7 separate regions of the Mus musculus genome follow, and all the other regions are linked to region 5. Evidence: chromatin contacts called from public ChIA-PET, HiChIP or PLAC-seq and promoter capture Hi-C data. All regions are on one chromosome and are shown on one strand. The core of a region is the stretch at or near the end of the contact, and the rest is flanking DNA. Distances in the headings are between cores, read along the strand shown. Region 1 holds the start of Lin28a (lin-28 homolog A (C. elegans)). Region 2 holds the start of Cd52 (CD52 antigen). Region 3 holds the start of Pdik1l (PDLIM1 interacting kinase 1 like). Region 4 holds the start of Hmgn2 (high mobility group nucleosomal binding domain 2). Region 5 holds the start of Maco1 (macoilin 1). Region 6 holds the start of Crybg2 (crystallin beta-gamma domain containing 2). Region 7 holds the start of Rcan3 (regulator of calcineurin 3).

What was found. Promoter capture Hi-C pulls out the DNA fragments that hold promoters and counts their contacts. ChIA-PET counts read pairs in DNA pulled down with a chosen protein or histone mark. HiChIP or PLAC-seq counts read pairs in DNA pulled down with a chosen protein or histone mark.
Region 1: a promoter capture Hi-C map of pre-B cells shows a contact between it and region 5, with 3 times the contacts expected there. The contact joins the promoter of Lin28a here to the promoter of Maco1 in region 5. A contact is called at or near these places in 2 of 39 promoter capture datasets (liver and pre-B cells) and 1 of 484 Hi-C or Micro-C datasets (embryonic stem cells).
Region 2: an RNA polymerase II ChIA-PET map of memory CD8 T cells shows a contact between it and region 5, with 13 read pairs. The contact joins the promoter of Cd52 here to the promoter of Maco1 in region 5. A contact is called at or near these places in 1 of 39 promoter capture datasets (hippocampal neurons) and 1 of 115 datasets of contacts at active chromatin or transcription factors (memory CD8 T cells).
Region 3: a contact with region 5 is called in an RNA polymerase II ChIA-PET map of memory CD8 T cells, with 7 read pairs. The contact joins the promoter of Pdik1l here to the promoter of Maco1 in region 5. A contact is called at or near these places in 2 of 115 datasets of contacts at active chromatin or transcription factors (memory CD8 T cells and microglia).
Region 4: a contact with region 5 is called in a FOXA1 HiChIP or PLAC-seq map of pancreatic cancer cells. The contact joins the promoter of Hmgn2 here to the promoter of Maco1 in region 5. A contact is called at or near these places in 2 of 39 promoter capture datasets (liver and pre-B cells), 1 of 484 Hi-C or Micro-C datasets (embryonic stem cells) and 4 of 115 datasets of contacts at active chromatin or transcription factors (bone marrow-derived macrophages, embryonic stem cells, memory CD8 T cells and 1 more).
Region 6: a contact with region 5 is called in a promoter capture Hi-C map of liver, with 2.7 times the contacts expected there. The contact joins the promoter of Crybg2 here to the promoter of Maco1 in region 5. A contact is called at or near these places in 3 of 39 promoter capture datasets (hippocampal neurons and liver) and 1 of 115 datasets of contacts at active chromatin or transcription factors (craniofacial prominence).
Region 7: a contact with region 5 is called in a promoter capture Hi-C map of pre-B cells, with 3 times the contacts expected there. The contact joins the promoter of Rcan3 here to the promoter of Maco1 in region 5. A contact is called at or near these places in 4 of 39 promoter capture datasets (the SN4741 cell line, hippocampal neurons, liver and 1 more) and 3 of 115 datasets of contacts at active chromatin or transcription factors (embryonic forebrain, fetal liver and regulatory T cell precursor).

The regions. Positions count from the first base shown.
Region 1 is chr4:134,017,480-134,020,179 of GRCm38.p6, forward strand. It overlaps Lin28a (lin-28 homolog A (C. elegans)), which reads right to left and starts at 1,337. Exons shown (of 4, transcript NM_145833.1): 1 at 1,232-1,337; 2 at 574-770. The coding sequence starts at 1,262.
Region 2 is chr4:134,093,763-134,096,491 of GRCm38.p6, forward strand. It overlaps Cd52 (CD52 antigen), which reads right to left and starts at 1,311. Exons shown (of 2, transcript NM_013706.2): 1 at 1,172-1,311; 2 at 1-138. The coding sequence starts at 1,222.
Region 3 is chr4:134,285,907-134,288,606 of GRCm38.p6, forward strand. Pdik1l (PDLIM1 interacting kinase 1 like) reads right to left here and starts at 1,347. Exons shown (of 3, transcript NM_001163794.1): 1 at 1,255-1,347.
Region 4 is chr4:133,966,721-133,969,581 of GRCm38.p6, forward strand. Hmgn2 (high mobility group nucleosomal binding domain 2) reads right to left here and starts at 1,271. Exons shown (of 6, transcript NM_016957.3): 1 at 1,075-1,271; 2 at 237-281; 3 at 46-75. The coding sequence starts at 1,089. It overlaps Dhdds (dehydrodolichyl diphosphate synthase), which reads right to left. Exons shown (of 9, transcript NM_001362959.1): 9 at 2,308-2,861.
Region 5 is chr4:134,852,030-134,854,960 of GRCm38.p6, forward strand. Maco1 (macoilin 1) reads right to left here and starts at 1,316. Exons shown (of 11, transcript NM_025382.6): 1 at 1,009-1,316. The coding sequence starts at 1,088.
Region 6 is chr4:134,067,035-134,069,734 of GRCm38.p6, forward strand. Crybg2 (crystallin beta-gamma domain containing 2) reads left to right here and starts at 1,418. Exons shown (of 20, transcript NM_001162970.1): 1 at 1,418-1,502.
Region 7 is chr4:135,432,258-135,435,165 of GRCm38.p6, forward strand. Rcan3 (regulator of calcineurin 3) reads right to left here and starts at 1,548. Exons shown (of 5, transcript NM_022980.4): 1 at 1,355-1,548.

The sequences.
Region 1 (2,700 bases), core at 87-2,586, 830 kb before region 5:
CGGGACCTGCCAAACCTACACTGGCTACAGGACCTGGCTTTGGGTGGCCACCTGACTTGAGGTCTGCATTGAAACGGGAAGAACCTGACGTCGCAGGTTCACGCCCGTAGGTTGGGTAGCAAATGGCTCACACTCTCTCCTCCCTATGAATTAGACTCAGACCTTTAGAACTCAGGGCGCTAACGCCCGGCTCAGGCCCTGCATGTGCTTCCCTGGTCGGCCTGCTGGCCCTCCCCCACCGGCAAGCACAATACAACCTTAGTTTCTGCCACATGGGGTCACCTCCCTGCCCCCTGCTCCCTTCCCAGGGGAAAGAGGTAATAGACACGTGGTAAGCCGGAGGGGTTCCCGGAAGGGGGCGGGGAGGGGGTGCTGGTAGTCAGCAGTGCCTCCTCGCACAACTGCAGTTACTACAAACTCAAAACTGGGGTGTCCCGAAAAATATGGGGACGCACAATGAGGGGTATTTATCTCCTCCAATCCGACAGGAGGGGCCACCAGCCAAGGCCGTACCTCGGAACTCCCAGCCTTTTTCTTTTTTTTCCCCTAGCAAAGTTCCAGAATGAGTCTCACCTGGTGCACAAAGACGTCCACCGGGGGGTCGAGCGCGACCCCAGCGCGGGCGGTCATAGACAGGAAGCCGAACCCCATGCGCACGTTGAACCACTTACAGATGCCGGCCCCGTGCAGCAGCTGCGGCTCGTCTGCCGCTCGGGCCGCGTCAGGCGGCGCCTCCTCTGGCGCCTTCTCCGCTGCCTTGGCGCAGCCACCTGGAGATAGGGAGGGCCAGGTGATCAGCTGGGGGCCAAGGGATCGCAGGCCCTCTCAGGGACCCGTCTGGGAGATCTCGGTGGTCAGCCCGCGGATAGACACCCAGGAGGAGGCAGCTACCAAGCAGCTGGTAAGAAGAAACCTGTCCTGGCTGCCTCCCCAAGCTTACACAGAGGATGCTGACGCCCCAAAAGTTTTGCTTGTCTTCCCACAACAAGTTGCCCGTGCACACGCGGAGGGACAGGCCCCTCCTCTTCTCTCCCTCCGCCCCCACGGGCTCGGTGTACAAGCCACTGGAACACCAGGGTTCCCTAGTCCAGAGATGGCCCCCAGAAGCAGGAGGCCATAGGGACTTGGGGGTCCCGCGGACAAGTCCGTGGGACACTTTCCCACCTCCCTTCTATTTAGACATTGGGCTCCCTGCACCCTAAGGTGTGCCCGCTGAATCGCAAGCTCGAACCTGCAAACTGCTGGTTGGACACCGAGCCCATGGTCGTCTGCTGAGCCCGTGGCCCCGGGCCCCAGGTCGGGCGGCTGCTGGCCCCAGAGAAGTCCGGAGGCAAAGGGGTGGTTCGGAGAAGAGGCTGCTACATCTTCCCCCGCACAATAGCGGTGGGAGGGCCCACGGCTTTTCAAAGGCTCCCAAATTCTAAAAGACAATGACCCAACCCCCCGCGGGCAGCCCCCTCCCCTCCCCTCTCTCCTTACCCCTCCCTTTCCCTCTGGCTCTGGCTTCGGCCCTCCCCCACTGCTCTGGTCTCTGACACCTCTGGGGTGTCCCTTCCCAGAACCTTGAGATTTGACACCCCCTCCACATACACACATCTGGAGATGGGGATCTTTTGCACTGGAAGTCTTCAGTACCCCAGAATTTGGGATCCTGCACTTTGAGGACTCAATGCGGGCATCCAAAGCGGACACAGGTGGGGGGGAACGGGGGGGGGGTAGTTTTATAACCACGTGACCACACACACACACACACACACACACACACACACACACACACACACACACACACACCACCCCCACCCCCCGGGCAGATAATTATACATTCCAGAGAGTTGGGGGAGGGAGGTGTGAGCCTGGTGGCGCTGTCCAATCAGAAACACAAACCACCTGTCAAGGGAGAAATGGATGAGCCCTCCCCCTCCCCCAGCCCCTCAGCGCCCCTCCCCCTCTTTCCCCTCAGGCCTCAGAGCTGACCCGGCTGCTTGGCGCTGACCTGCTCTCACCCCCCACCTCCGTGTGCTTAGATAGACCTGGAGTTCTGGACATTAGGAAGCCGGGATAGGGGTGCAAGGAAGCGGCTGGAGACCCCACCGAGCTGATCTGTCTTAACCTAGGTGCTGCCTCTCAAACTCGGCCTGTCTCTGGGTGCTACTGGATGCCTCAATCTCCAAATTTCAACAACAGTTTCTCTGGGTTTGTCCCAGTGAGAAACAAGCTCCTAGTTGATTCTGTGCAAAGAGTCCTTCGCTCCCTCCTAAGCCTACACCTAAAGTTGCTTCCAGGTACAGCTCCCTGAGAGAGCATGTGGAAACCTCGAAGAATGCCCTCTGTGGTAGCTGTGTTCTCATCGGGCCCCTGCCTGCCGCGTCCCGTCCTGTCCCATCCGTTGGTGGAAGAGAATAGATTGGTGGGTGGAGGCACTTCCTCCAAGACCCGGGACACTCTAATTCCCAGACCCTCCTGTTCTCAGTCACCATCCTAAATTGAGCTACCCTTCGGGTAGTATGACTGGTGAAAAGACTGGATAGAGAGAGGCTTCTCATTTAAAGAGGTAAACTCCCTACTAGAAGATAAAGAGGGTGGACCAGAGGGGTGGCCACTGCCCTGGTCAGAGATGGACAATGGCCCGGGGCTCAGTGCACGGCCCTGGCCCTGCCCCTTCACTTCCGGTGCTCAGTTCAAACTGGACAATGCCAGCTC
Region 2 (2,729 bases), core at 61-2,560, 760 kb before region 5:
AAAGAAGAGGAAACTGCAGGCACCCGCATCGATGATGGATGAGGCCCCACTCTTTAAGGGGGTTTTTTTGGTGGAGGTGCTGTTTTTGTTAGTACCAGAAGCGGCCGTAGTGGCTTGTCCCAAGGATCCTGTTTGTATCTGCAAGAGAAGCGCTGCTCAGTAGGATTTGAACCTTCTGTTGAGGGCTCCTGCCCCTTTGTTCCCTTTCTTCAACTCTAGGCTTCCATAAAACTGCCATCAGCCCTGTTGAGATGTTTGGCTTCCCACCTCATCACAGGCAAGGGAAAGGCAGCCCCCATGTTTGTCATTCTTCCACCTCGAAACTTCCCACCACTTTTCAGGCTGCCAGATCCTCCAGCAAAGAGGGAAACAGAAACCCAAATGTGGGCTTCCCCTCCCAGAGCCTCGGTTTCCTCATCTCCTGGTGATCAGAGTCCACCATGGTCCAGAGTATCACACGTGACGGGCCTGAGTAAGGCCCCTGGCAGAGGGTGGGGTGGGGATGGCAGGTGACAAGCTGTCCTTGATGCTTGATCGGGCAGTAACTGAAGTTGCCCTTGATGGTCATCAAACTAGTTTTGGTGGCCATCAAACTGCCTTGATGCATGGTCTAGATGTTCTTGATCAAGAACTTGATGGCTCCATTCCCTGTGCTAATCAGGCCTCTCTGCGTACATAGTGCCACAAAGGATGCCTCCCAGGGTGGCAGTTGATCTGCAGAGTATATGGGAGACTTCTGTCTCTGTATTCCTGCACACCCACAATTCACTATGGCAGGGGCAGGGGACCCTCGGTCACCTATGGCAGTCTATTAGACCTCTCTCCAGCCCTCTCAAAAGGGCCACTTCTGCGGCTCTCCTCATCAGGGCTTCCTCTCCTGATCCAGAATTACCCAGAACCCTCTGAGTAGCTTCACACATCAGACACCTTCTGAGATTTCCCTCTCTGAGGCCAGTCTGATAGCGCCTGTGAGGAGTAGAAACCCAGCCATATAGGCCCTCCTAGATCCCTGGTTTCCAGTTGGCGACCATCTATCTCTGTCCCTGTGGTAGAAGGCAAGGGTCCCCACCACCACCACCGAGAACCTGCATTCCTTCCCCAGAACCTGGACCAAACCATTAAGCTAAGACCTGGTGGTAGCTGCAGTGACTCTAGGAGGAGCTGTCCTTACCTGAATCACAACCAGAAGAATGATAGTGAGGAAGAGGAGGAAGCTCTTCATCCTGAAATCTTCCTGGGCTCTGTAGCAGCTTTGAGAGATGAGTTCAGGACAGTCTGCAGGCCACTTTGAACCTGGCTGCTTTTTCTGCAGAAGAGAAAGGGAGGAGGCGGGAGGAAGGAGGGCCTAGGGGCGGGGAAAGGAGCTTCCTTCTTTCAAACCTGGGGGTGGATGAAACTAGCCTTGAGGTTCCTGTAGATGAGTTGTCAGTTCTCAAAAGAAGCACAGGCAGGGCATACAGAGCAACATGGAGACACGGGGCAGGATGGATGGATGGTTTCCAGGCTTGGAGCCCTGTGTCCTGGGAAGGAATCTTGTTTTCATGATTTGACAACTCAGACCTCAGGCCTGAGGCTGAATTTACAAGTCTTTAACATCCCCCTCAAAAAAAAAAAAAAAAAAAAGTATGCTGCAGTGATAAGCCTTATTTTTTTATCTTTGTATTTTGAGACATGGTCTATGTCACTCTGGATGGGTTTACATTCAAGCTGCTCCTGCCTCAACCTCTGAATTCTGGAATTGCAGCCCTACATCACACTGCTGACTAATCACTTACTTTAAAAAGAGCCAACAAGGGGCAGGAGAGGTGGCTCAGAGATTAAGAGCCCTGGTTGCTCTTCCAGAGGACCCAGGTTCAATTCCCAGCACCCACATGGCAGCTCACAACTGTAACTCCAGTTCCAGGGAGTCCAACACTCTCACACAGACACCCATGCAGGCAAAATATCAATGCATATACAATTAAAAAAATCATTAAAATAAAAAGCATGCCAGCTCTTAGGAGACAGAAGCAGGTGGGTCTCTATGAGTCTGAGGCTAGCCTGGGCTACATAGTGAGTTCCAAGTTCCAAGATTGAACTACATAGTTAAGATTCTGGCTCAGGCTAGGTGTGGTGGCGCACGCCTTTAATCCCAGCAATTGTGAGGCAGAGGCAGGCAGATTTCTGAGTTCGAGGCCAACCTGGTCTACAGAGTCAGTTCCAGGACAGTCAGGGCTACACAGAGAACCCTGTCTCAAAAATAAATAAATAAATAAATAAATAAATAAATAAATAAATAAATAAATAAATAAATAAAAATATTCTGGCTCAAAACAAAAATAAGCCAAAACAACCAAAAAGCCCTGTATATTGATAATGCCTAACTCTAGCAACTGTTATATAAATGGCAATTGTGTTTTGTTTTAAAGATTGAGTCCCTGTAATCCCAGAACTCAGGGTAGAGCCCAGGAGACGATCAAGGGCAGTTATATCTAAATGGTGACTTTGAGGCCAGCCTGGGCTACCTGGGACTCTGTCTGAAAACACACAGGCAAGCAAATGATCAGACAAGAGAAGGGAGCTAAGAGAGTGGAGTGGATGTAGAAGTCGTGGGAAATGGTGGATGGATCCTACCATTGGTTCTATGGAGGCTCAGGACCATTGAGATCCAGGAACCGGTAGCAAGATTTGATTAGTTTTGGGTCTGGCCCCATTTCCTCTGCTCCTCTGCTCTTTATTTTAAGTGAATC
Region 3 (2,700 bases), core at 97-2,596, 570 kb before region 5:
GACCCTAATCTCCTGCTTCCACCTTCCAAAAACTAGGGTTATAGACCTGCACCAGCATGCTTAGTTATTTGTTTCTTACAAAATGGGCACAAATAAAGTTTTTGCAGAGCTGTTCCCTCAAAATGAAGTAAGTCAACTACCTTTTTATCGTTGTTTAGCATAGTTATTTAATTCTAGGTCTTTTCTGGCCAAAGGGGGAGCATCCTATACATCACAGGGAATCCTCTGACAAAGTCCTTTGGCGCTGTACCTTGAGAAATCATTTAAAGGCAAGCTGGAGCACAGGCCCCACAGAGAAATGTTCTTTTGAGTGGAGAGTCTGCAGTACGCTCCCTCACTCACTGTCACTGTCTTCGCCGGCCAGGAAGAGTAAGATTGTATTTACATTGCACAACCAGGTAAACAAAGTGACTGCCCCGGGAACCGGAGACTCCCGGAACGACTACTTTAAGTTCATTGGCCAGATTTAAAAGAAAATGACTGTTCCTGAGGTTTGCCCTGAGTTACTTCCTTGTATTGGTCGCCTACCCTTCAATTTCTTCCTGGATTCCCCAATGTCAGGTTTCCTGTCACCGGGCGGGCCATTCTGTCCTGCTCTGTGCTGATTCCCGGTTACTAGGCACTTCCAAGTGACTCTTTTCTCTGCAGCGGTCCCCTGTCCTCTCCCACTTGCCAGAGGTCCCCCCCCCCAAGGAAGAACGCCTTCCTTGCATAAGAAAGGACGGTGTCTATCAAATCCTTGGGGTCCTGGCTGGAGAGACGCCCTGCTGAAGCATCCTTCGAGAACCCGAGCGCCTTACGATGGCACGTCCCGGACCCTCCTGCCTGCCTGCCTGCCATTCTCCCTCCGGGGCTGGGCACCGGCGGCTTGGACATGCACCTGCTGGTGCCGGGGACGGGGACAAGTAAGGCCAGCGGTGCTCGCTCTGTCGCCGAGGCGCGCTCACTGGCCAAGCAGCAAGCTCACTCCGGGCGGCCGTCCCTGGAAACCCCGAGGGACCCTCCCGTGGCCCCTGAGCGGGCCTCGCAGTCGCTTCAACTCCTGGCGGCTGCAGCCTAGGGGACCGGACTCCGGGAGTGGCCCGGGCGGGAACGGAGGCCGCAGTCCCCGGCCGGTGGCCGGCGCAGCACCGGGCCTTCCCGGGGATGACTCCACTGAGAGGTCCGTGACAGGCCTGCTGGGGACAGAGACACATGCAGGGAGACCGGTTCTGACTGCGGGGCATCCGTGGCACGGCGAAGGGCCAGGTTTACCTCAGGGCAGCCGCCGCCGCTTCTCCCTCTCATGAGCTCTGCAGGCCGCCATTATCGCGCAGCTCGCGCCCTCGGCCGCGGCGGCCTCCAGTCAGAAGCCGGCGCGCGCCCCCGTGGTGCGCGGACACACCCCCTCACGCCGGGCCCCGCCCCCTCCGGCTTGCCGTAGCGCGCGTGCGCAAGCCGAGCGCCGCCTGCTGCCGGGCGAGCGCCCGCCTCTCCTCCGCGGGCTCTGGCCATTGCGCTCCGTCGCTGCCCTGGCGCGGCGCACAGCCGAGCGTTTCCAGCGGTGTGCGCGCTGCAGAGCGGACCAATGCTGCCCTGCAGGGGTGGCGGCAGGGGACGGTCGCCCTCAGCCGCAGCGGGGGGCGCGTCCCGGGACCCCAGAGAAGCTGCGGCCGCTGGCCCGAGCCGGCGGTGCTCGTGCCCCGTGGCGGGCTACGCTGCCCGCCCTCTTCAGACCTACCGAGCGGCGGGCTGGAGCGCGCGGTTCGCTGGGGCCGGATGCCCGGTGCATCTTCCTCGCTGGTGGCGGGACTGGGCGGCGGGTCCGTGGGGAGGCGCGGCCAGTGCTGGGAGGCTGGCTGCACCTACGTTCCGAGGCACCGAGCTGTGTTTGCGGGTGGCACAATGGCCCAGGCAGCGACGCGGGCCTGGGTGCGATCATCTGGGAGGATGCTGTCCCCTGCCCCACCGGCGCGGTGGTATCTCCCTTAAAGAAGCCGGAACCTCATTGTTCCCGGCCTTGAGGATCGGGGCGTCCTGCTGGGTGAGAGAGAGGGTGTGGCCTACCTGGCTGCGGCGCGCAGCCTAGCTGGCCTGAACCGGAGTTGGGACCCATTTTAGGCGGGTGTACGGACACAAAACAGGTCTCCTAGGACTGCAGTCCCCCGGAGTTCTTCAAATACGTGCACAAAACCTTTCAAATGCCCCCAGCAGTTGTCAGTCATAACCCTGAGTTGCCCTGAGATCGGGGTGACAGTCACTTGGAAACCAGGACCAACTGGCCGGCCCGTCGTTAGTTACACAGATTGAGTAAGCATCTGCCAGAAACGCCCATTCTTTTCTTTATTATTCTGTACCTACTGCTTGTTAGTAAGGTTGATCCTGCCTTCATTGCCCCCTAAGCATCTCAGTGCCTCCAGGATCATCCTTTGTCATCTGCTTATGAAACTAATATTTGGGGTCTGGGCAACTTTCTATATAATCTGAACCATATTCCAAAAGTAAAGACCTTACTACTGACCCTGCTGCTTTCATAGGCGAGGAAACCAACACCTGCCACATTGACCAAAAGTTGTCTTCCTAGAACACCCACTCGCACCCTAGTGTAACGTCCTCCAGCCCCTCCTAATAAAAGCCCAGCAATCTATTCAGAGTTTGTCCTGAGGGCCATCCTCCTATTGGTGCTCACGTTTTCTGGGAATACTGAGTCAGTCAAGACTT
Region 4 (2,861 bases), core at 21-2,520, 890 kb before region 5:
TTCCCAGTATCAGGTAAAGATCAGGAAATAGACGCATACACTTACAGCAGACAACCTCGCAGATCTTCTCTGTGGCTATTAAAAAAGAAAGTAAGAGGAATAAGCACAGGTCTCCTCACTAGTCAGCTTCACATTAAAGAAAAGTTAATGAGACAATTCGTGGTCATTTACTACCACAGAACCTTGGTAGCTACTACGCAAGGCTTTGTGCGTTGCCCTCAATGGATAAGACTCACCTCGTCCTTCACCTTGGTTTTGTCTCCTTTAGCATCCCCTTCAGCCTACAAAATGATAAAAAGACCAAAACTTGTAACCTCGGAGGCAAATCTCAGAGAACCGGAACTTAACAGCAACCGTCAGACCCCATTCTAAAAACGCATACACCCAAGTTTTATATAAGAAGCCTTAACGGGGATAAGGCCCAACTAAAGTCCGAGACGCACGGAAGACCGGGCAGGCTGGCCGCAGAGCGCGGGAGAAGCTGGAGCCTGGCCCCACAGGCGCTCGGAGCCACCAGCGCCAGGCATTAACAGCTGCAGATTGTGCAAACAAACCTCTCCGGAGGCGGCGCCTGGCGCCGTTGCCATGGCAGCCGTCGAGGGCGGGAGCTCGGGGAAGCCGTGGGCGGGGGCGCGCGTCTCGTGCGCCCGGAACGTGGGCGGCCGGGGAGGGCGGAGCCACGCCGCGGGCCCGCCCCTCGCGGACGCAGTTTTGGCGGCAGCGCGCTCCCCCGCCCGCCCAGCCGAGCGCCGCCTTCCCGCCCTTTCGGGTTTGAATCGCCCGCTCGTTCGCTCGCTCGCCCGCGGGAGGAAGGGAGGAGGGGAGGGGGCTGCCGGTGGGGGAGGGGGCGCGGGCGGCCACAGGGAGCGGGATAAACAGCTGCCAACATGGCTCCTCCTGCTACCGCCACCGAGCCTCCAATATGGCTTCTGGCGCCCGCGGGCAGCGCGCCTCGCACGATTCGCCCCGCAGCCGGACTCGGGCTGGAACCTCGCGCCGCGCCCGACCTACCGCCGAGTCCCGAGCCCGAGGCTGGCGGTGGTCCCGGGGCGCCCGCGCGCTCGCGCCACGTACCTTTCTTTTGGGCATGGTGGCGGCAGGGGACGTCGGCGCTGAGCACGGGGATACAGCGGCGCGCGGGTTTGCTCCGTCCGGGGGTCGTCCTCGCTGCTTCCTCACACTGCTCGGGCTCCGGGGGGTTTATAAAGTTTTTATAGCGCTGGGAGCCCCGGACCGGTTAGAACCGGATTTCACCTCCCGTCGCCGCTCATTGGCCCAGTTGGGGTCACGTGGGCGGGGTTTAAACTCACCTCCTCTGGAGTGAGGAGGGGGTGCAGGGGGAGGGCGCTCGAGACGGCGGCGCGCCTTGGGGGAGGGGGCGCGCCTCGGAGTCGGAGGTAATAAATGAGGGGCGCGCGAGGCGGCAGGCTTGGGGTTCCGCTCCCGCCCAGACCTGGCTTTTGCAAACTACCAAGTTCCTTCCACCTTATGCAACCCTTCTACCCACTTCTCCAAGCCGTGCGACACTGGGCACATCTCGGCCGCTTTCCTTCCTGCTCCCGCCGGGGCCCCAGCAGAGGGGTTTGTGAGGCCTGGCCGCGCCGCCCAGCTCCAGAGGCGGCGGGAAGCGCGCCGGCCGCAGCCCCGGGGACCACGGGCTCCCGTGGGCTGAGAGCCGGGAGGCTAAGCTTGGCGCAGTCGGACGTGCATCCTTTTGAGTTGCCACCTTGGGGAGTCCCTCGGTGTGCTCACCTGGAAAGCAGTCCACGGGATGTGGAGGTGTGGGCTGGGAGGGGAGACTTTCCACACAGGGATGCCTTTCGGGTACAGCGGGGCAGGTAGGAGCTGTCCTTTCAGCACCTACTGCTGAGCCGCCTCCCCAACGTTAAACAGCCCCCCAACATCTGCCTGGTAGCTTCCTTAAATCCCCTCTGGCCCCTGTCACAGAATGGTGGAGAAAAGCCGGCGCCCCAGCCCGGGAGCACGCCCCTCCCACTCGGCTCTCTGGGTCTGGGCTGCAGCTACCCAGCTGCCCCCACTCAGCAGAGGCCATGGAACCTGGGCTTTGCAGATGCCACAGCTGGCTAAAGCCCGCCTCACACACCATCGAGCTGGCTTGCTCTCGGTTGCGTGAGGAAAAGGCGGTTGAAGGGAAGCGCCGGAAGATTAGGAAACAAGTAGATGAACAGGTGTGATGGCAGAGGGGCCCTTCCAGGCCACCCCCGCCCAAAGTCCGGCCTTCTAGAGCTAGCTGAGTGCACCCGATGGAGGGGGCCAACTGCAGCAGTAAAGCAAAACCTTCTCTCGTTTGCAGTTACCACACAAACCTTGTATCTCAAAAAGAAAATTTTAAATTCTTTTTGACATCCATAACACAACTGGCTAACATCTGCAATAGGGTGTTTGGTGCTCAGGCGGAAGGCACAAAATAGGTCCCATCTTAATTTCTGAGGCAAGGGTTGAAGCTAGTTTGTAATAGCCATGGCAGCAGAAAGCAGACATCTGCGAATTCAAATCAAGCATTTTTCAGCCTTTGCCTCTGGACAACAGTGGATCTGCCTCTCCTTTCCACGCCCACAGTGGCTCCCGAGGCAGCCATCCTCCACCCCACCCTGTGCACCTTTCCCAGAATACAGGTCCTGGGGCTGGAAGATACCAGCCCCATTAATCACCGCTACTGTACTCCAATCTTAAGAGAAAGTCAGCCAGGCCTCAACAGCCCTGCTTGCCCGGCAGATTCCGTTTGCTGCCTCCAGCCTCTCATTCCCGCCTTAATTGTAGGGCTCTGTATTATAGCCACATAATTCATGCCTCCCTAATTAAAGCTGTCAACAGCCTCATTGTAAAGCTGGAAAATGCAC
Region 5 (2,931 bases), core at 66-2,565:
GTAAACAACCGCATGTGTAAGGTGTACAGCTATGCTACAACTTGGATGTCATCAGCTACCGCCTGTATTTTTCTCCAAGATTCACAGCAAGACCTAAACCGTAAGGCGCCAAGAGGACTCAAGTAAAGCCTTCAACCGCATGCTGAGCACTCTCTGTCGTAAACTAATTACTTCGCCTCGGAAATAGGCATTTCCAGAAAATAACCTCCGCACACAAATTGGGCTTGGGGAAGCTGTGACAGTCACCGAAATGCCCCATGAACCTGTTGTCCTTCTGTCCAGGAGAAGTGGATTCAATTTCTATTTAAAGGGACACCACTTTCCTTCATGAACAGAGGATTTAAAAAAAAAAAAAAAATCCCCAAACCTGAGTTGGGCGAGAATCCCTGCAAAATATCTGCTTGCAATTGTCAGAATGTTTGCTGAGGAACTGAGAAAAGCCGCGGTCTGGAGCGGTGTCACCGGCACGATCTGGGGGTATCAGCCTTGGGCGCTCCGAGCCAAGGTGGGGACCCCGTGAGGCAGCAGAGCGCAGAAGAGTAGCCGGCGTGGCCCCGCCCCGAGCCCGAGGGTCCCGCGCCCCTGGCAGCTCCTAACTTTGGCGGCTCGCTCGCCCGGCCGCACGCGTCCACGAGCCTCGGGCAGCCAACCCCCGAGCCCAGCGTGACCCGGGCTCGGTAGGGGACCGAGCGCACAGCCTGCTGGGGACCCCCGGGCTTCTGGGCTCCGGGCCGCGGGGGTGCCGCCCCTCCCCCCGACACACCACCGCCAACGGCGGCCCCGTGGCTCCCGCCCGCGCCCGCCGCGCCCTCCGCCTGGCCCTCGCCACACCCCGTGGCCCGGGGCGGACCCTCGGCTGGCTGGCTGGCCCGGCGCTCCGCGGGCGGCGCGCCTCAGGAGAGCCCCCGGCGCGGGCATGCGGCCTAGTCGGGGGGTTACATAACGGGGCCGGGCCCCTTCCGAGCGGCGCCCGGGACCCGCTGGCCCACGCCCGGCACCGCCGCTCACCTGCCGTAGATACCCTCGGTGATCCGGTTCCGCTTCAGGGGGCGGCGGAGCTTACTGCAGTCGGCGTTCCGCCGCTTCATCCTCCCGCTGGGGGGCCGGTGCCCGAGCCGCGCCGCCGCCGCCGCCTCTCACCTCAGCCGCCGTCGCCCGCCCGCCCCGCGTCGGGCCTGAATCCTACCCCTGCGGCCGGTCACACAGACATGGAGCCAGCACCGGGGGGGAGGGGGCCAGGAGGGGGGCGCCGAGCCTCCTCCGCCTTCGGAAACAAAGAAATGACAATTCCGGGGCCCGCCCGCCCCGCACCAGCCAGCCGCCCGCCCCGCCTCCTTTGCCGCGACGGACGGCCCGCATAGCCAATCGAAGGCGCCGCCGCGCCGCGCACGGCCAATCCCGGTGCCCGCTGAGGCAACACGGACCCTTAAGCCCGCCTTTTTGAAGGACAGAAGGACACACCAATCAGGATAAGGCCTAGACGCGTGGCCGGGCCTATCAGAAAAGAGTTAAATAGAGGCTTATAAATAGGCCCTATAAATATAACATCCTATATTATGCCTTGTTGCGAAGGTACGCTTCGCGGTTATTGGGCTGCGTCTCGCCGTGGGGAGGCCCACGTCGGCGTACACCGTGTGGCGCGGCGCCGCGGGCTCCCGCCTGGCGTGTGAGAACCGAACGGCGTGGTGCGCTGCGTGTGGGGACCTTGCGCTGACATGTGCTTCAGTCAGCCGCGTCCTTATGTAAGAGGGCGTCCCGGGAGCGCCGCCGCGGCCCCTTCTGCGGGCAGCCGAGCACGCAGCCATACCGGCCGCGTCAGCCGGGCCACGAATGACAAAGCAAACCACACACACATACACACACACTCACACACACCCTGCCAGCTTCCCGCGACGTGGTGACAGCGCGCCGACCAATCGGAGGTGGTGGGGCGGGGCCTGTGCGGGTCCGCCCCTGGTTCGCGTCACCAGAGAGGGGCGGCCCCTCGGGTGCGCGCGACGCCGCGCGGGGCTGCCGGGGGCGTGTGCGGCGGCGTGGCCGGGCTCCACGTCCGCAGGTTTGCGCAGGCTGAGGGTTCCGCGGGCTCCTCCCCGGCCTCAGAGGCTGCGTGAGGCGGTCGTTTGCTCTTTCCGCCCACTAGCTCTGTAGCTTACCGGTGAGGGCGGAACGGCAAAAAGACAAGTGAGATGCTCAGCGGGGAAACGCGTTTGCTGCCAAGTCTGAGGACCGAGTTCGAACCCGGGAATCCACGTGGTGGGCGGATAGAAGGAACTCCTACAAGTTGCCGCCTGACCTCCCACACGCACGCCCACACAAACACAGTTCCTAAATAAGTTTGGTTTTGGTTTTTAAGCGGCAAAGACTACCGGGCGTTGTTGGTGGCGCACCACTTTGATCCCAGCACTGCAGAGGCATGTGGATCGCTGAGCTCGAGGCCAGCTTGGTCTACGAAGTGAAGACCGCCAAGGCTGTAACATGTACCAACAATTTATATAAACAAACAAATAATAAATAAATAAATAAATAAATAAATAGCAAAACCGGGGAAGTGTGGGAAAGTAGCCATAGGAAGCAAATCACTGGTGGCTCCTGACTACTGGCAGAAGCATTTTAGTGTATGTCTTACACAATTTTCTTGCTTAGTTGTTATTATTTCTATAAAATAGAATCGAGCACATAGTAGACATTTGGTTTCATATCAGAGTCTTCGTTTTACGTGTTGTTACAACCTTTTATAAAGATTTCTTTAAGAGGTTGCAGAATGCCCTAGCAAGTGGCATTGCCACCTCACCCCCTCAGTAACTAGAGTCCCCAGTCATCTAGCACACTTTTACTTTTTTATATGTCCAGTAACTCGATGCCATCTTGATTTGCCCTGGGACCACAGGCACCTCTCCTGGCCAGTGGTCACCCATCTTAGTCAACATCACT
Region 6 (2,700 bases), core at 168-2,667, 780 kb before region 5:
CTAGCCACCTCCCCAAACCCCCTAAGGCTGCACACCTTGCAAAGAGGTCTCTTTGGCCCTGTGCAGAGCACAGGGTAACTTGTGGTTGCTGTGTGGAACATACTATGGATCTAAAAGCACCCTTAACAAAGCCAAAGCAAGGAGGTCCAGGTAGGGGTTGGTGTGCCAGTTCTGTGCCTAGGGAGGAGGACACGGGTGATCCAAACTGGCCCTGAGAGCTGCCAGGGTACCCCAGCATAGGAAGGCAGTCTGTACAAGGACGAGGGGGTGGAAAGTGAGCTGGTTTTAGAAGCAGATGGGAAACAGGCAGGAGGGTGAGGTGGGGGACATGGGGTTCTGGTTGATTGGGGTCTAGGTGAATACAGCCTGGAGTTGGAATGTAGGAGGTCCCTAGAGAGGAAGGAGGTGACTCTCAGGGACACTGTCCTTCTGGACCCACTCTCTGCTGGAGGGTTCTTTAAGCAGGTTTGACTAATGTGGGGAAAAGGGCAGAGTACAGCCGGGTAGCACGCGGGAATGTGTGAGCTCTGCGTGCACCAAGTACAGGTTCCTATTCAAGGGCAGATGGATTGCAAAGCAGAGAGAGCTTGTTTGTTGGCTGTGAGCTGAATGGGTGTGTTCCGGAGATACGTGCATACATGTGCTGTGGTGCCTGTGTGTTCTGTAGTGGAGCGTGTGGCTTGCACGCCTACAGAGCCCCTGTGTGTTTGTGTCTCTTGGTGTGTGACCATGTGTGTGTGTTGCTGTGTGTTCCTGGCTGCGTTTGTCTAGGCGGGTATCTCTGTATTTCTGTGCTGTGTGATGTGGTGGGTCTTCGACTCTGTGAATGCCTGTCTGATGCGCCATGTGTTTGGCAGCATGTGGGCCTGTGGACTGGTTTGGCCTAGTTTGGGGGTGACTCACAGGTAAGCGGGGAGAATCCCAGGACTTGTTGGGTTAGCTGAGATTTTTTTCCCACGCTCCCCCCACACCCCCCTCAGCCTCTCCCTTCCCATACCCACACACCTTGCTTAGAGGTCACAGGTCACCTTGCTAGCAAATCCACTTGTAGACGTGGAGAAGAGAGGGCTCTTGGAACAGGCCCTTGTGTTTGCAGGGGTGGTAGCTAGGTTACTGGGGTGTGTCTCCAGACAAAGGCAAAAGTGGGGAGCTATAGGCAGGCACATTCCAACACACATGAAAAACATCTTAGCCATCTTGACTGTCTAGGGATGGGACATGTGAACTGTCAGGAGGTGACCTCCCTGTCCCTAGAAGTATTCAAGCAGAAGCTATGACCACATGCTTAAGGAATGAATGGCCATCAGGGGGTGTTGTCCCTGGGTTGGGCTGGGCCTAGAATGGCATGGAGCTGATTGCTGGGACGTCATCAATACAACCCTGTGCGGACTGCCTTCCTTCAGTTTCCCCCAAGCTGTTTCCCTGTGGCCTTGCTGAAGCCCATGGGACCTTCCAAACATCTGACTCCTGGGATATCAGCTTCTTAAGAAAGCTAGCCTTGGGTGAGTCTGGCCAGGACTTGGCACTTGGCCCCAAATAATTAGCACTGAATGAATGAATGAGTGAACAAATCGGTTAGAGCTCAAGCTTTGTCGCTTGCCGCCAATGACGAGCGATCTGGGGGGATGAAGACAGGGGACTCTGTGAGGAGGAGGCTACTTATGTGGTGCTGAGTAAGGGACAAAGTGGGGGATCCCAGGGGAGAGAACACAGCTTCAGTGAGGGTGGCAGGGTCGGGCTGTTGTAAGGAGCTGAGTTTGAGCCTAGGGTGTCCATGTGTGTCTGCTCTCAACTGACCCTGGCTAAGGAAGTCTTGGGGGTCATCCAGGACTCCCCATCCTTATTCACAGGCTGTCAGAGGCCCCACAAACTCTATCCCAGACACTGGTAACAACCAGCAGTGGTCCTGGAGTTGAGTCAGACATCTGTGGGCCTCAGGCCCTTTCATCTATGCCCCCTTATAAAACCTGAGTCACTGCTGGGCCACAGGGCAGGTCAAAGTTCTGTTTCTTCCAGTTTCTTAGGAAGGAGGGAGGTAGGGAGTGGGGAGAGAATTAGGGCAGTGGGCCTATGTCTCACTCTGGGTATAGCTGTTGGGGGCTAGGTGAGCAGGGTCTTTGGGGTCCCTAGGTCTGAAAACAGCCTTGCTATGTCATACTTGGAGATATAAGCAAGGATTGCTCCTTAAGGTCTGAAGTGAACCCCAGGGCTGAGAGGTCCCCCAGTTGGTAGAGGGTTTGCCTAGCACCTCTGAAGCCCTAGGTTACATTCCAGAGCTGGGAAAAGGAAGGGTTGGGCATGCCTATCATCTGACCATTCAGAGGAAGTAGAGGCTAGAGAATCAGAGTTCAAGGTCACGGCTAGGGAGTGGACAAAGGTTGTCTGCAGTCAAACCTGACTACTCAGTCTTCTCAACCCACATGGTGGAAGGGGACAACCCACAAGCTGTCCTCACGTGCATCGTGGGACACACACACACACACACGAGTATCCACATACATGTGCACACACATGCACACATGCAGGAATGTGCACACACATACAGGCACACACACTCACCAAATGTAACTTAAGAAAAAAAAACAAGTTCAAGACCCTCTTTGGGAACAGAGAGTTCAAAGCCGCACTGGTCCACATGAGGCCCTGTCTCAAACAAATGAGCAAACCCTGGGGGGAACCCCAGTCAGCCATGCTAGTATA
Region 7 (2,908 bases), core at 298-2,797, 580 kb after region 5:
GTGCATGCTGCATAAACACCCAGACTCTGAGACTTAATATATTCCTCAAATTCTGCCCTTTTACTTACTTCTGAGTTTGTGTACATGCATCAGGTGTGTGCATAAGCCCTCAGAGGTCAGAGGAGGGGTGGGATCACCTGGAACTGAAGTTACATACGGGTGCTAGGACTCAGAGCCCAGTTCTGTGCAAGAGCAGTAGGTGCTCTTAACAGTGGACATCCCCCGCCCCCGGCACACTATTTTGTTAACATATATTTATTGAATGTTTATATGTGTGTTTGACTGTGGCCTCAGCAACACTCAGGTATTAGTCAAAGGACAACTTGCAAAAGCTGATTCTCTCCTCCTGCCATGTTGATCCCCGGGATCCGGGAACTCCAACTGTCAGGCTTTGCAGTAAGTGTGTCTGTCTGTACCAGCTGAGCCATCTCATAGGACTACATATTGATATATTGGACTAGAGGTAATGGCATTGTGTTAAGATAGGTTTTATTTTGTTTTGTTGGGCAGGACCGTATTATGTAGTCCAGACTAGTCTCCCACTTGCTAATATTATAAACGTGTGCCACACCCAGTTCTTAAAATAACATTTTAAAGTAATCACTAATCATAGCTACAGATGGTCAATTACTTCTCTGGCCAACTAGTAGATGAGAGACTTCTACGAAAAGTTCAAGTAAATGTATTGTCCTAGATAGCCTTCAATATTGGGACGCGAATATATATATATTTGGTTTTAAACCCTACAATAAAACATCACTCTACATAATCCTAGTTTGAATCTGAAACATGGACGTGAGCCGCTAGAATCTTAATCCCCAGAGGAGATGATGAGATTTCGCACGGAAGCTGGAACCCCACAACCTGGAAACAGACAGCTATTGAAGGGTTCAAGAGGAAGCGGACAAGTTTCCAGATGCCAGGGAAGCAGAGAAGCACGAGGATTCCTGCATCCTGGGGGAGGGGAGGAGAGAGGGGAGTGGGGCTTCCACCTGCTGCCAGGAGGGTTTTACTAGCCACACCTTCCCTGCCCTCCGGGAGGGGGGGGCCAGGTTGGGCCTGACATCTTTCAAAAAGTCGAACTGCGGGTGGAGAAATTGCTGGTGGAGGAGAAAGGACCTGGGGGCGAGGGTTGTTTTGCAGGACGTTACCCCGAAGCTGCTGGGGGAGATCCTGGGCATCAGGCGGTTGGTCCTTAGCAACGTCTAGGGGGTTCCTGGAGGATCTGGGCAGCTGCTGCTCTAGCTGAGGCTGCTTTAACTTTCAGGGATCCTGGGGATCCATCACCCAGAGCTGCTGCAAACCTGTTCCGAGCGGCCGCGACCCGGCCCCGCCCTGCGAAGGGGAGACTCACCTGTGCGCTCGAGGGGAGAGGCCCGAGGGGGGATGCCCACGAGCGCGGCCTGGGGCGGACAGACCCTCACCACCCGGAGCCACCACGCCCTCAACGCGGGCCGCAGCGGCCGCCTCAGCCGGCGACACGGGCGGTGACCTAGGGCTGAGCGAGGTTGCCAGCGTCGCGCGCGCTCCCGGGCCCGCGCGCCTCGCGCCCTCCCTGGGTTCCTCGCGCCCAGGGGGCGCGCTGCGCCGGCGCACAGACAGGAGGGCGGGGCTGACAGCTGGGTGGGCGGGAGTCGCCGAGTGGTGGGCGGGGCTCTGGGGGCGGGGGTGGGTTCTGCGCGCGCGCATTCGCCTGCTCCTCTTGGCTGGCTGGCACTGGCTTTGAGGGACTTGGGCCGGCACTCTTTTTTTTTTTTTTTCCCACCCCCCCTGGGCCGGCACTCTTAAGGCAGAGGCTTTCCTTGACCTCCAGAACGGGACTTTTGATGTCCCCTTGGTATCCGCCGCCCCCAAGAAACATTTTCTCTCTCTTTTTGCTGACCTCACGTGACAGTGACAGGAACAGCTAGCCGGGATACTAGGAACCTTCTCGGGGCGGGTTCCTGTGAGCTTAACCCGGGGTAGCCTTCTAGGAACCTGGCAGCCGGATGTGCCCGACCTCGCCCCGCAGCTCCCGTCGCCCAGTAGAGGCGATGGCGACGTGGCTGTGCTATGGGTGTCACCAGGTGTGTGACTGCGCGCGCCCCATCCCTCCCTCCATTGCACCCAGCACAGATGTACAATATTAATGATATTTGCGTTTGCCTTTCCACACAGTCTTGCTTATCTCCCTTGGAGATAATGGAACATTAATTATGTCTAGGTCAGGGTTTAGGCTAGTAGTAGCGCCGAGGCTGGCTGGCATTTTAATTTTAATTGCTGTTGCTGAGACCAGCCTGTCAGGGAGCTGTGCCCTCTTCCAGCTCACAAACTGGATGAACGGTACAGAGCTGGAGAACTCTCAGCTCCCGCTAGAAGGATTCTGCTCTGCTATCCAGGCCGTATGGCTCAGTTCTGAGGGTCCTTGCTCCCAACCCCGGACGCACGTGATGGAAGGAGAGAACTCCTGCAAGTGTTCTCTGACTTCCACACGGCTGCCCTTCTGAATAATAAACAAATAATAAATAGAAAATCAGCTTTTGTCATTTACGCAAGACCCTTCATAGGACAAATGAAACAAGGGGGTCAAAACTAAGGACACAGTGTTGTCACTCGGTGAGAGTCATGGGCACAAAATGCAGGGCATAGCATCCTCGTCAGAGTGACTCCCATAGTGTCCCCCACAGGATCACAGTGTTGTATCCCTTTTGCTTTAGGAAGTTTCTGCAGCTTTCCACCCTGAGGCTCCTGATTAAACTTGACTTAACACGTCAAGTTCTTCACTTTTTCATCAAAGAATTATGGAGAGTGACTTCTATACTCACATCAAGAAGCATAGAAATGTTTCCCCTTGGGCTGGTGAGATGGCTAGATGGTTAAGAGCACTGACTGCTCTTCCAAAGATCCTGAGTTCAAATCTCAGCAACCA